Regions from separate parts of the Pan troglodytes genome. Here all the other regions are linked to region 3. The links are chromatin contacts, called in public HiChIP or PLAC-seq maps. All regions are on one chromosome and are shown on one strand. Each heading gives the region's core, a stretch centred on a gene start, on an enhancer-like site or on the middle of the called end of the contact. The rest is flanking DNA. Distances are from core to core; before and after follow the strand shown.

Evidence for each region. HiChIP or PLAC-seq counts read pairs in DNA pulled down with a chosen protein or histone mark.
Region 1: a contact with region 3 is called in an H3K4me3 HiChIP or PLAC-seq map of stem cell-derived excitatory neurons, with 2.8 times the contacts expected there. The contact joins the promoter of ECHDC1 here to the promoter of MTCL3 in region 3. A contact is called at or near these places in 1 of 7 Hi-C or Micro-C datasets (stem cell-derived neural progenitor cells) and 1 of 1 datasets of contacts at active chromatin or transcription factors (stem cell-derived excitatory neurons).
Region 2: a contact with region 3 is called in an H3K4me3 HiChIP or PLAC-seq map of stem cell-derived excitatory neurons, with 2.6 times the contacts expected there. The contact joins the promoter of RNF146 here to the promoter of MTCL3 in region 3. A contact is called at or near these places in 1 of 7 Hi-C or Micro-C datasets (stem cell-derived neural progenitor cells) and 1 of 1 datasets of contacts at active chromatin or transcription factors (stem cell-derived excitatory neurons).

The regions. Positions count from the first base shown.
Region 1 is chr5:139,229,438-139,234,074 of NHGRI_mPanTro3-v2.0_pri, reverse strand. ECHDC1 (ethylmalonyl-CoA decarboxylase 1) reads left to right here and starts at 3,270. Exons shown (of 6, transcript NM_001098573.1): 1 at 3,270-3,321. The coding sequence starts at 3,306.
Region 2 is chr5:139,153,502-139,158,049 of NHGRI_mPanTro3-v2.0_pri, reverse strand. RNF146 (ring finger protein 146) reads right to left here and starts at 3,006. Exons shown (of 3, transcript XM_518728.8): 1 at 2,629-3,006.
Region 3 is chr5:139,405,265-139,409,898 of NHGRI_mPanTro3-v2.0_pri, reverse strand. MTCL3 (MTCL family member 3) reads left to right here and starts at 2,357. Exons shown (of 7, transcript XM_003950919.6): 1 at 2,357-3,113.

The DNA.
Region 1 (4,637 bases), core at 2,021-4,520, 180 kb after region 3:
GTCCATTCAGGCCTTTTGCTCATTTTTAAATTGGATTTTTTTTTTTTTTTTTTTTTTTTTGGCTATTGAGTTGACTTCTTCATATACTCTGGATATTAACCCTTTGTCAGATATATAGTTTGCAAATATTTTCTCCCATTCTGCAGGCTGTCTTTTCACTCCGTTGATTATACATATTATGTATTTACTTATCTTTCATTGTCCACCTACCCCACTATATAGAGTTTAACTTGGATATTTTCCCAAAGTGTTAAAAAGAAAGATGGAAAATGGGAGCCAGAAATAGAAAGCCCACTTAGTACTACAGTTATTACTGAGAAAGAAGAATGAAAGTTATTACTGAAAAATAAAACTGAAGAAACCTCTCAGATGGGCCTGGTGCCTGGGTCCATGGGGACAAAAGTGGAACATCAGTCAAGCAGTCTAGTCTGGTGCTGGGGAAGACCTAAAGCCTGATTCTTCAGAGGCCATCATGGAGGCTGGGTTTGTGGGTGGTAGCCTGTAGGCTAGGCCCTCTGGGGTAGTTCTGGTGCCAGGGTCTACTGGGGTAGACTTGGACCTTGGGTTTGTTGGAGCAGGCCTGGAACCTGGGTTCACTGGAACCTGGGGCTGTAGGGACCAGCAGTCAGTGGACCTAAAGCCTATATCCACTGGTGCCAACCTGGAGACTGAGGTTGTAGGGACCAACCTGGTGTTGGAGCCTGGTGCCTGAAACTATGGGGACCAACATGGGGAATGGAGTGGGCATAGATCTAGGCGCCATGGAGATTAGCCTAGCATTGGGGTGATCTTGGAGTCTCAGTGAAATGGCTCAGTGATCTTGGAGTCTCATTTTATAACAAACTAGAATTAAATACAGTACTTCTAATAATGACTTCTTCCAATTAGTCCAAACTGGGATCCCACTTATTCCCTATCATACACATCTCCGTACCGTAAAACTATCCTTCCTGCTCGGCGCGTTGGCACATTCTGTTCCTCCGACTAGAATATTCCCTGTACTTATTCAAATCATACCTATGACCACTGCAGAACTCCAGGAACATGACCATCCCATCTAAACCCCTGCGTTCAGAGACTTGACCAAACTCTAGCAAGCTTTAGCAGCATAAGGCCCTGTGCCCAGGGCGACTGCCTCAGAAAGCTTAACTACGTGATGTAACCAGCACACAACTGATGATAGGTCTCTGACATCCCTTTCTTAGAACGTTTACTAAAGGGCTTGCAATTGTAAAGACTTATTTCTTGCCACTCAGAAGTTCTCTCTCAAGGACCAGAGAGTCATTCCTTTGAAATGTAATCAAGAAGGATAAAATCCTCCGTAGGAGGATAGAATCCTGCGGTAACTGTTAAAACACGCGCACACACAAACACACAGCTGGCCTAATCACATTTACACTAACAACTCTGTAGGTTCACTTTCTCTACTGAGCGCCCGCATATCCCCTTTCTCCTTTTAAAACGTCCCTTTAAAAATGCCCAGATGATCTCTGCACGAATCGAAATAGAGCTCAGCTCTTTCCTGTCAGTAGTTAACTGAATGTTTTCACCGCTTTAACGTCCAGCTGCGCTTATCTTTGACATCGACTACCTAAGGTCTACCTTTAGTCCCACGACTCTGACAAAATGATCTCAATATTGGTGTAAAATCACCTCCCCTTTCAAGGGTCTTCCAAAGCACTTCCTGTCTGCGGCATACAAAATGTATTGGCACGGAATTTTAAGCTTACTGAGCTTTATAAACACGTCACATTCACACATTCAAGACACACACTGGATATTCGGATAAAAACAAACAAACAAAAAACTGGCTAAATACCCATTCCCCTCAATAACTTGGATAAGATACCTAAAAAATGTCGACCTTCGGTACCTTTCTGTCCTCTCCCCTCTCGCTATTTGCCTACACTGGCTTCTTCACCTCCACTTTTTCTCACGTTTATCGGAGCGAAAACAAGCACGGTTCGGCAGCCTCCTTTCCCAGCCCTACCTTTGTGCTGCAAAAGCGAAAATTCAAAAGCCAAGTACAATAGGAGACCGCCCACCCTGGCTCCCTCGTGACACGAGGGAGCGCGAAGCGGAGGGCGCCTCGCGGCAGGAGCGGGATTTCCGGGGTCACGGGAACCGGCAGAGGAACGGGATAAAGTTCCCGGAGAAAGGAAAGGGGAGCGTGGGATAGTAAAAGAGAAGACGCGGAGAAGAGGAGAGGACCTACAAGAACGGAGGACAGGGGCGCACGATGGTCCCGGGGGGAGCGGAAACAAAGGCACGCAAAACGGAAAAGCGTGTGTAGGGGAGCGGAAAAGGAAGTCACCACCGTGGCCTGCGACGGTAAGTGGTCGTAAGGGTTGGTCTTAACGCTTCAGTTTAGTGTTGTCAGTGGGAGAATCCTAAAATGTCGCCGTGGAATGGACTGTACCGCTCGCTTCTCCAAACGTGTCCCAGACGGCGAGCCTCGCCGGCTCCGCGGCTTGTCCCTTGCAAGCGCCGCGCAGGCCTGCCCCCCGCTGGACGTGGAGACGCAATGCCGAGCGCCACGGGCCGGCTGTGCGCCGGGCGGGGAAAGAGGGCGAGGGGAAGAGATGAATCGGTCTTCCCAGAGCGCGCCGCGAGGTCGCGAGATTACACTTTAAAAAGCATGAGGAGGCTTGCTTTCTACATGCTGATTTAATTTCGGAATACATTCGAGGCCCTGTGCTAAGTTAGGTAATGTTCCCTGTGACCTCTATAATTGTCTTTTATGTATAAGTTGTCTTGCTTAACTAAAACTTTTCTTACTTGTATCGTGCAGCCAACTTTTCAAGAACGAAAGATGAGCAGCTCCTTTCTGGTAGAGGTTCTTTCATTGGAGAATTTTTGAGCTACAATAATCCTTTTAACGCTGCGCACACATACAGGGATTACACGTGTAGGGGATTAAAAACACAGTTAAGTTATAGGTTGAAGGGGCTGTTAAGGACTTCAGGCAACATTAAATCAACACTCAGTTCTTTGCTCTGTCCCACATCTGGGCTCCTGTATAGCAGTTGTTGCTCTAGGTGCTAGAGGTATGCAGAGGAACTGGACAAGGGCAAGGAAAACAAAGGGCTCCTTCTTTAGAAGAGCTAGCATTCTCTTGGAACAGACAAGCTTGTGGTGAGAAGTATATTTGTGAAATCTACGAGGGGAGGGAGCAGCGCAGTAATAGAACGGGTGATCCTTTCTTGATTTCTTATTGGGTTCTGGCCTGAAAGGCGGCTGTATAATCAGCGGGGATTCCTGCAATGATTAACATTCCAGGAAGGGAAGCCAGCCTGTGAAGAAGCATGGCATTGAAACAGGGTGAGTTGTGAGGTTGGAGAGTTGATTTGTGGCCAGATTCTTAAGCCCCTGTTTAGTCTTAAGAATATTATCTTTAGGCACTGCAAATGCCCTCTTGCAGCTAAGACTAATGGGAAGAACTGGTTAAAAAACTAATTACAGCAAAGAGTGAGTGAGAGTGGTGATGAGAGATACAGATGTTGTGAGAGCAGACAATAAGGGGACTTTATGTAGTCCTATGTTAGAGGAGATGATTTGAAGTTACTCTGAGGAAGACAAAAATGTAACAGGTAGATCGCATATGCGAAAGCTTGAGATGGCGAAAAAATCAAAAGGATTTCAGGAACTGAAAGTTGTGCATTTTGACTGTGTGAGGGAGAGAGTTGTGGGTGGCATGTAATGAACCTTGAAAGGTAGTTTATGTTATGACAGCCTACAACCGAATCAGAACTTTTACAAACAGGCGATATACAGACAGTCTGAAATCAAATGCTTCTGATTTCTATTACGTGCTCTAGGCTAATTGTTTTCTTTTTAAGTATGAGTTTGCGTTAGTCTTCTGGATTTAGTGATTACAGTATAAGGTGAAACAGGTAAAGGCTTTTAGAGAACATCTCACTTATTTCCTGTGCACTAAAGGGAAACAGATCACCTTTGCAGAACTTGAAAAAAATGGGAAGTGCGACCTTTGATCTCAGATGGACTTTCTTTCCTCTTTTCAGTGGCTTGGTAGTGAGCTTGTTCAGCTCCACTGAATCTTCTTTGCGGTGGGGCTGCAAGACTTCCTGCATGGCAAGTTTTAAACATAAGTTTTACCCTGAAGAAAGCTTATAAAATTGTAAATGCTTCAGAACCTTTTCATCTTCCTGTGATTCTGGAAGAAATCCAAAATAAACCAATCGTTTAACTACATGCTTCTACAGAACCTGAATCTTAAGCTTTGTTCACTTTATACTATTAGATACTATAGTAGGTTAATAATGACTGACACCTTGTCATCTCATCACTGAGCTTTTGTCTAAGATAGTCTCTGAATTTAGAACTGGGACGAAAGTGTACATAATAGGCTATTATAAAATTTTTAGAATTGGATTTCTAAACTTGGGGTCAGTGAATCTAGCAGGCTTAAGCAGTGTTCTCAGGTTTTTCTGGCACAGACAAGGAATATAAGAGGAGGAGAGAAAAGGAGAGACAGTAGTGGGAGGGAATAGAATGAGAGAAGAGAGAAAATATGGAATTAATAGAGAAAGGATACATGAAGTATTACAAGATTTTCTTGGAAAAATTGGCATTTCAGTGATGGATCAAAGATGTCTAATGAGGCAAAATACTACTAT
Region 2 (4,548 bases), core at 1,757-4,256, 250 kb after region 3:
TAAGACGTTACTATGTGGCAGTCTACTTACTGCCTTCACAATCTTTATACTAGCGCATTAAACCCTTTAATTTTTCTCAAAACAACAAAAAAGTGAGCTTTGCATTTTATTTCAAAACATGAGATGTAAAAGTGAACAAATATTGTCTTTTAATCATATCACACACAGATGTTTCTTAGCCAGCAACCATTTCATAAATAAGAAAGCTCTTTGGCAAATTATCTGTGTGACCTTGGTCAAGTCATAACCCCCAGTCTTTTGTTATCTCATCCTACTCTATAATTCTGTAATTCTAAGTTCTAAATGCTTTAATTAGCAGTCCGTTAACAACATTTTGGATTTGAATTAACCCAAAAGGTAATACGCCATGAAAACTAAAGATAGTCCGTAAGTAAGCACAGGTGGTTGTAGCCGAGTGTTACATAAATTAGTTTCTATATCCACAAAGATGTTGTTTCACAAATTCAGATTCCTCAGGCACAAGGCAACCAAGAGAATGGAAAAGGCTCAGTACCTTCTATTACTAACACGGGAGAAAAATACGCATTCGAATTCCCAACTGTCAGTGCTGTTAGATGTTTCCTGGTAGTATATGGTTAACATATAAAATAATATTCTTTAAAAAGATCGATATTGTGAAAACAAAAGATTTAATATCCTTTTCTTCTTTTGACTCAAAATATCGTTTTGGATCCTTTAAAAAAAAAAAAGTCTGTTCCTTTCCTCTGACAATTTAGGTTGGTGGAGACTGAAACAAAACACTTTGTAAGTTGACATCTCCTTTTAAAAAAAGTTATTTCTTTTTTCTTCTCTTGTCTAAAAGACCAGCTATTTGGAGAGAGTTTTCCTGATAATTATAATTCTACCAAGTTCTGAACAACCAGCGAAGAAAAAAATATTTAAATGTATTTCCATTCTGCCCACATGATACACTGGCTCATTTGAGACATAAATTCTAAATGAAAGATTGGGCTGAACAACATCCTCCACTTTAAGATATACAAGGCACCAAAACAAACACATCCAAAATCTATTTTTAGAGTGGTGTTCACTCTTCCGGTTTTCTCTTTAAAACGAGATTTAGTTGACCTATTTTCATGTGTTTTTAGGGCACCCAGACACTCTATACAAACAATATTTGCTAGTCATAAAACAGCAATGCCAAAATCACAAATCCTGTTATTTGTGTGGGACATTTTCTCCACGTGTCCTTACGTGCCATGTCTTTGAAAAGTCTAAATATAGATTCACTGACTAAAATGTCCTAAGTCTTCCAAATTCTATAATTATATACTGGATTGAATGCCAATATTATACGTTCACATCCCATTTGAAAAGTACACACACGAGATGGGGGTGATGTGCCCACTACCTGAAATGCCAATCATACAAAGAACAAAGCGTTCCCTATCATCTTTGGGCTTTCTTCTCTCCTCAGTTCTACACTGTTTCGATATTACAAAAATATTACTTAAACAAAATGTTCAAAACTTGAGAAATAAGTGCTCACTAAAATGGCACTTAGAGAAAAGAAATTAAAACATATACCAAAATGATTAACGAGAAAAGATTCTAGTTGCCAGGATGTGTGTGTAAACTTACAGTCCTGTAGGTTTTACCTGTGGAGAGGACGGTTCCGTCTCCACTCTTAAAACAATTCTACATTCTTTAGAAGCCTTCGCAAAATAAATAGCGACAACAATGGAAGACCCACACTCCTTCAGACGGGATGGAGGGTAGGAAGAGAACTCCCCACCCAACAATCAGAACAAAGCAACAGCCTCAGCTTTTAAGATGCAGAGGGTTTGGAGGCTCAAGGGATATTCTGAGATCTCTTAATTGTTCCGATGCTTCAACAGCCGTCAAAAACAACTAAGAATATGCAGCGCTGGGCTTCGCTAGGACAAGGTGCAGGGATTGCTCTCTTCGTTTTAGGCAAGACCGAGACACTGAGCAGGAGGAAGAGCGAGAGAAGAGAAAGCAGCAGCCAGAGACACTCCGGGAAAAGGCAAAAATGCAGACTGTACGCCCTGGCTTCGATCTGACCCAAGGCCCAAACTGTCTGACCCCACACGGGAAAACATGGAGCAGGCTACCGCCGAAAAACCATCTCCGCCCCTACACCTCGAGGCCAGAAGGTCCCCGGGTAAAGGCCTGAAACCACGGCCCAGAGGGGAGGAGAGGGACCCGCCTGCCACCCGAGGCAGCGAAGCGGGCTCAGGCGGAAGAGGCTGCGCAGTAATGGCCGCTGCTCCGCCCCTCGCACCCAGACCGAGACCAGCTCCGGCCGTCACCCAGGGCAGGGGCTGCGGCGCCCTCGGGCAGCGCAGGGGCTGTCACGGTCGTCTTGCCTGCCCGAGCAGCCAAGGCGGGGGTGGCGGAAAGGGCTGAACTGTCCCATCCCGCCTCTGCGCGGACAGCCGGGGCCGCGCCAGCCCAAGGGCGTCCATCTACGTACCGGCCCCTGACCCCGCCGCCGCCCCTCTCAGGCCCCGAGCGCAAGGCCGACCCGGAGTACGTTGCGACTGGAGGTGACACCGCCAGCTATGCCTCCTCTCCCCGAGTGAGGATCCTAGAGTGGCCGGCGTTCACCCTGCTCCCCCGAGAGGGCCTCGCTCCGACTCCCACCTCTCCGGCCACAGCTGCGGCCACCTCGCAGTCTTTTCTCTCTGGCCTCGGAGCCCGCAGCTGCCGGGAACGCGCGCGGCCGTCACGTGACCACCCGGCGCGTCGCGGAGGAGGGGCCGCGCCGCGCCGCGCACCCGCACCCGCACCGGCGAGCTCGCTCCGGCGCCTCATCGTTCTGCCCCTGTCTCGCGCCGCTGCCTGCCGGTACTCTCTTGCCTGTGGGGAGCGGCGACTTCGCTGCTTGCATTCTTCTGGCTTCTTTAGAGTGTGCTTGCTTTGTATTAGGGCCCAGAGGCTCTGAAAGAATGCAGTTCCAGCAGAAAGAGATTTGGGGTGGAGGAAGTAAAACGTGTGTAGGACCGGCAGGTGGTGCTGCTCAAAAATCCAGCTTTGCTATCCCGGGGAAGCTCTGGGGCGCCTAGCTGAGTTTCGGCTTAAAGATCCCTTAGCAAAAGTACTGCTTCTTCCCTTTCAAGAAAAAATATGGGGAGTAGGGGGACGGAGGGGAGAGAGTACTGTAGGACTTTCCAATTTGTTCTCCTTTTTAATGGTTGAGCAATTTAATCGGGGAAAAAATGAGTATTAGTTTTCTTTGGAAACCCCCCTTTTTTTAAAAAAACAGAATAGTGCCTGAGAAACTGAAGAAAGAAATTAATCTGCATGATAATCTAAAATTAAAGAGGTTATTTTGATCGCAAGCCTGTGGTTTTAAACATCAGAACTCTAGCAGTAATTCACCATTTTAGCATGTACATTTCCTTTTTCAGAACTGATTAAATTTTCCTAATTTGTAGGAAAATAAAGAGGGTGGAAGAGCAGACCTTTTATCTTTGGAAGAGTATGTATTTCAACATTCTATGACAGCGTCTTCTCATTTGCATTAGTGTTGCATTTTGGGATTTCATTAACTGTTTGATTCAGGATTGGAAGTTTTCAGTGTCCTTATAGGTACAGAAATGTATATGTTTTCTGTTATTCCTCTGAAATCAGTTTATTTCAGGGTTCTCATTCATATATATCAATATGTAACCCAGTCTCTTGAAGGGTGCATCTAGTTCAGTGATGCTTGCCCGTGTATGCAATACTGTTCTATACATGTAGAAATATTGAAGTGTATATCCTTTAATTTTAAGCTAGTTTTCTATCTTTATCTTATTAGCCACTCAGTTTTGTCCCTCTATCCTACACAGCCCATGAACAGAGAATAGCTAAAATTTGATATGTACTCGAAGGTTCCAGTTTGAAGAGGTAATGCTAATATTAACTAACAATGTACCAGGTGTTGCTCTAAGTGCTTTATTCATATATACCCACTTAATTCTCATAATAAACTATGAGGTAGGCACTATTATTATTCCCATTTTACAGAGAGAGAGAGACACACACAGCTGAGATTTGAATCCAGGCACAGACTGTAAGATGTCAGCTAGTTCAACCCCTTCTCACTCATACCCAAGGTCTTTGTATTTCAGTAAATGGCTGCATCTTTCCTTGTTCAAACCCATCTTTAACTCCTCTCTTTTATGTCTTATATGCATTTGGCATATAACCTGTTGGCTCTTCCTTCAAAGTATATCCAACTACTTACCACCTCCGCTACAATCTGCATCATCTCTTGTTTGGATTATAGTGTTATGGTAGACCAAGAACTAGTCTTTTGACTCTATCCTTAATACAGAATCCTAAATAAATCTACTTAAAAAGAAGTGAGATCGTACCACTCCTTTGCTCAAAGTCTCCTATGGCTTCCCAACACAAGTAAAAACCAAAGTCCTAACGATGGCTTTAAAATCCTCCCCTCATTACCTCTTTGACCCCACAGACTGTTTACCCAGCTTTGTATTCCCAGAAAGCTCTCCACAAGCTGCCAACCTCATAGTCTTTGCAGTTGTGGTTTCCTCTGCTTAGAACACTCTTCCC
Region 3 (4,634 bases), core at 1,108-3,607:
ATTGTTTTTTCTTTACTAAAAGATAAATAGAAATAGATAAGAGTTGGAAAAAAGAAAAAAATTACATGAGTTTGAGGTGATAGTGTTATCTCCAAATGTAGATATTCTATGCATTGGTGAAAACATTGAACTAGGATACAGGTGCAAAATCTGGCTTTGAGATGCAGAGTTTTACATCATGCTATGAAAAGGAGGTGAGGCACTTAAGGCCAATATAGTAAGCACAATTGATGGAGAAGAGGAACCAAGTTTAAGTTGTGATTCTGAAATTTAACTAGAGGAAGTCACTTAACATCTCTGAAACTCAGTTATTCTGTGTTTGGTGGAGAAGATAGTATCTACTTCACACGCTTTGTTTTGAGCACACAAAATGAAAGGGCCTTGCAAAATATAAAGCTATATAAATTAAGATATTGTGATGTAAAGTCGTGAGAATAGGAGGTTGGAAATTTTAAACTACGTATTTCTTAAGGGTTTCCAATTTGAGACTTTAGCCTTCTTCCCTTGATCGAAGGTCCACATTTTGCTGTGCTATGAAGTGGATAACTCATTATTATAAGCAAACATTAGAAGGCTGATTGGCCTGTCTGCTTCTGAAACACAGTAAAAATAATGCTGAAATCTTTCTAAATCTTGGAAAAAAGCCTTTGAATAATCATTTTTAAGTTTTGCTTAGTTGAAGCAATATAATTTTAACCAGCAAATAAAGGAATAAATCAGGAAAATATCCAATTCAGAAGTTATTTTTCTTATGGCATACTTATGGGTAAACAAGCATGTTAAATATTGCTTATACTTATTCTGTATTATTACAGTTTTCAACCTTGAAATTGCATAATACTAAATTATAAAATGAAACATTTAGACACATTGTTTGATTTAAGGATACATAATAATCCATTCTTAATATTTATTTTACTTTTTAAAGTTACTATTTGCACTGAAATAAATGATACCGCTTTCGGAAAAAAAATCAAAACATAGATGCCTGAGCAGAGTAAAAATTCTTAGAGAAGCAGGACTATGCATATTCTGTGTCTTTAGACTGTGTTTACAGTATCAATATTTTATTGGTAAAGATTGAGCTGAAAAATATTTGTATCTACTTTATCCATTTTGATTGGATGAGACATGTGCATCTTGATATTGAGGATATTACAGCTCAAGTTTGGGTACATAATAAGAAATTGCCTAATATAAATTCAAACCAACTTGTGATTACATTTTCACTTGCTTTTTTTTTTTTCCTTTATTTTTGGTATGCTAGTCGAGGTGTGGGCTTTTTATTATAAATGTCACAGATGTCACTTTTCCTGTTCCCAAAGGTATTTGAAAGAAAATAAGGAAATTATCTCAGTTTTCACCAGTATGCTTGAGTGTCCCCAGCACAGGGACAATTTCTTGATTCAGCTTTGCATCCCAGTACCTTGGACAGTGCCAGGCTCAAAATTGGCTTTTAATACCTATTTTGGAACATGAATGATTTTATCGTGATATCATATTTGTTTTATGTGTCTCTAAAGATAAGAATAACCAGAGCTTGAGCATGTTTTTATTTTGCTGTAATAATTGCTTTTATGCAAACTACTCCTAAATTGTTTTTATTTCACTTTTAATGCAAGATCAACACTTGGAAAATTGAATCTCTTAAGCCAAAATTCATGTTGGCACAAAAAGCTATTATTATTTCAAGATATCTTCTTCCTTTTACTTACAAAATCACCATATAAATGTAAGACAAATTAAATTTTAAAATGCCCTTTCAAAAGCAGTACTTACTTTTATTCTCATACTCAAGCTCACAAAGGAATTCTTAGAGGTAGAAGGGAGGCTCCCATGCCCCCCGCCCCCCACTGAAAGAAGAAACTGAAAAGAAAAAGAGAAAATTCCACTTAATTTTTAAAAATATTATTACTGTGAAACAGTATGGGTTAGTGTAAATTGTAAAGACATGTATATTCTGAACTCCTCTTTTTAAATGAATTCCCTTTTAGGCTGATATAATGTATTCTTCCTGGTTTCTGTTATTGTTCGCATGCACTACTATAAAGATTATGGATCCCAGCAATTACTCATTTTCACGGTAGAAACCGGCACTCAATAGAAAACAGGAAAACGTACTGAAGGCAAACGGTTCTGTAAAGGATCTCTGTGGGCCGATATTATTTCGGTTTGCACTAAATTAGTCGTGGCTTCGCAAGAACCCTTTGTCTGTGGGACGGTGGGTCCCATCATGGCAACCATTATCTATTCGTGGAAACGACATCTGATGACTCCGCCCGGGCTGGGGGTGGGGAGGGAGCACCGCGTGGAGAGCTCGACTGAGAATTAAAGTGAGTGAACAAAGAGAACTCCCAGCAGCCGCCAGCCAGCTGCATCAGGAGATGTTAGTCACGCCCGGAAGGCTGTTCTAGTCCGCCTCCTTGGAAAAGAAGCTCAAGTAAATAATTGATGGAGAATGACCGAACCCAGGACAAAGCTTTGCAGGAAACCAGTGCATCCGTGTTCGAGCGGTTTGGGGATCCTCTGCCAAGTACGGGATAAGAGAATAGAGCAAGGAGTTTGAGCGCTGCTGCCAATCTTCCATCTCGGGCGTGGCTCTGGCCTTTTTGTCTCTTTATCCCGCCACTCCCCACCCCCGTCCCCCGTCCCCCTCCCCGCCTTCTTCTCTTTCCTCTTGAAAGTAACCTCTCTTTGGTTACTTCTACCCTATCGTCCCTTGCAATCCCGCCTTCTCTCCTGCCCAGTTCGGTGAGGTCAGCTCGTGAACATCTCTGCACTTCCTGGGGAGCGTCTGGCCCAGCTTGGTACCTCGCGTGTTAGCCTGCTGAGAGCTGCAGCTCCAGCCCAGCCGCGGACCGCCGGGAAGTCACCCGCTCTGTGGGCAGCTGAATCTTGACGTTACCGCCATTGTTTGGAGAAATCGAGTGGGTGTGGAACTGCGGCGAGCGAGCCCAAAGTCATGCTCAGCCGGAAAGTCGCGTACAATAATATGAAGTTGAACTTTCCTCGGCGCAGAAAGGCACAATAATAAACCCTGAGATACCCGGAATATCAGAAGGAAAGTGCTGTTGATTTGTTCAGCTACTTGGAAACCTCGCCTCTGCTGAGAAGTGAGCAAGTTCTGGATTTCTAAAGGGTTGGGGATGAATGATGGGGTGGGTTAGCAGGCGGATAAAACTTGAGATTAAAAGTGTTGGTCTAAGCCGTGCCGGGGTTGGTTGGGTGATAATTTTCACCGGGAAAGCCTTGAAGAGATGCAGCATCTTGTCACTTTGTGGGAACCACGTGACAGCAGCCGGATACCTTTGATTGTGGAGCCCAGTTACTGGAACACAAGCTTTCGCCTGGGTTAATGCTGTCTGAGGGCTGAGTTTAAAATTGGCTTCTCAGCTCTGGAATTATTCTGCCTGATTAAAAACAAAAATAAGTTTGCATTGGCAATATAAGTTAGTTAGCTAGACAATGTTAGTGCCACCCATGACGATAAACTAGGCCAGACATTCTAGTAGTATCGCGGCTGGGAGAGAAGATGTAGAAAACAAGTTGGTGGGCAATTTTCCCCCAATGTCTTCTTTGTTCACCTTTATATTTCAAAGTGAGTTGGAAGGAGGTGCCAGAAACAGAAAGGGAGGTGGATTAGGAACCCTTCGGTAATATTTCTTTATAAAATGAGGAATTACTGCATGCTAAGTTGTGATGCTAACAATAGATGTTAACAAGAATAATGCAAGTAAAATAACTGGCAGTAAAGTAATCTGCTCTCTGTATAGAACAAATATTGTTAAAGGAGAAATTTATGCCTAGTCATGCCCCTTTCAGTGCTTTAGACAGAAATAATTTTAAGGAAAAGGCAACTAATTGACTAGCTGCCTGGATCCCTAGGGAGAGGAACCCATGAGGCAGTAACTTGCTATTTTTCAGATTAAAGAAGCTAGTGACGGATTTATCTTGGAAATACACATACTGGAAATTGATCTTACCACCATGAGGGAAGATGCACCAGCCTTCTGGGTTCTGTCTCAGAATTGCTATATGGGAGGAAATGGGCACTTTAAAAAGTACAACTTTTGCCTATGATATGCGATGTAAGAAGATGGCTAAGAATGAAAATATTTTCTATCTAGCAATTACACTTAAAACTAAAGTGATTCATAAGACTACAAAACTGGGTAAGCATAGGAAAATTCATCACCAGAAACTTAGGAAACTGCAGAACTGACCACAACTTTTCCAAATGTATTTTAAAAATTATTTCCCAAAAGGGAAAAAATACGTTTTGGGGTTGCTAATAACTAACCCATATAGACAATTCTTAATGCTATTATTTTCTTGAAACTGAGATTGATTTAAAGGCATTCATTATTTATATTTTCTTTTAGTTCTATTATAAAGGAAGTTGGGTGCATTTTCCCAAAAACAACATTAAGGGTTGGAGCTGCCTGGGGAAAGTGTCATTTATCCATAGAAAATATTCTCTAGGAGCCCTACATCATAACCCTTTTCCTCTAATTGAACTTGGGAATACTAATTAAATGAAAACTTTCTCCAGTAAGCTAGGCTTTACATATGGATTTGATGGTGAGGAAAGCCAAAGTTGTAAAAGCAGAGTTGACAACTCTAATATATGGATA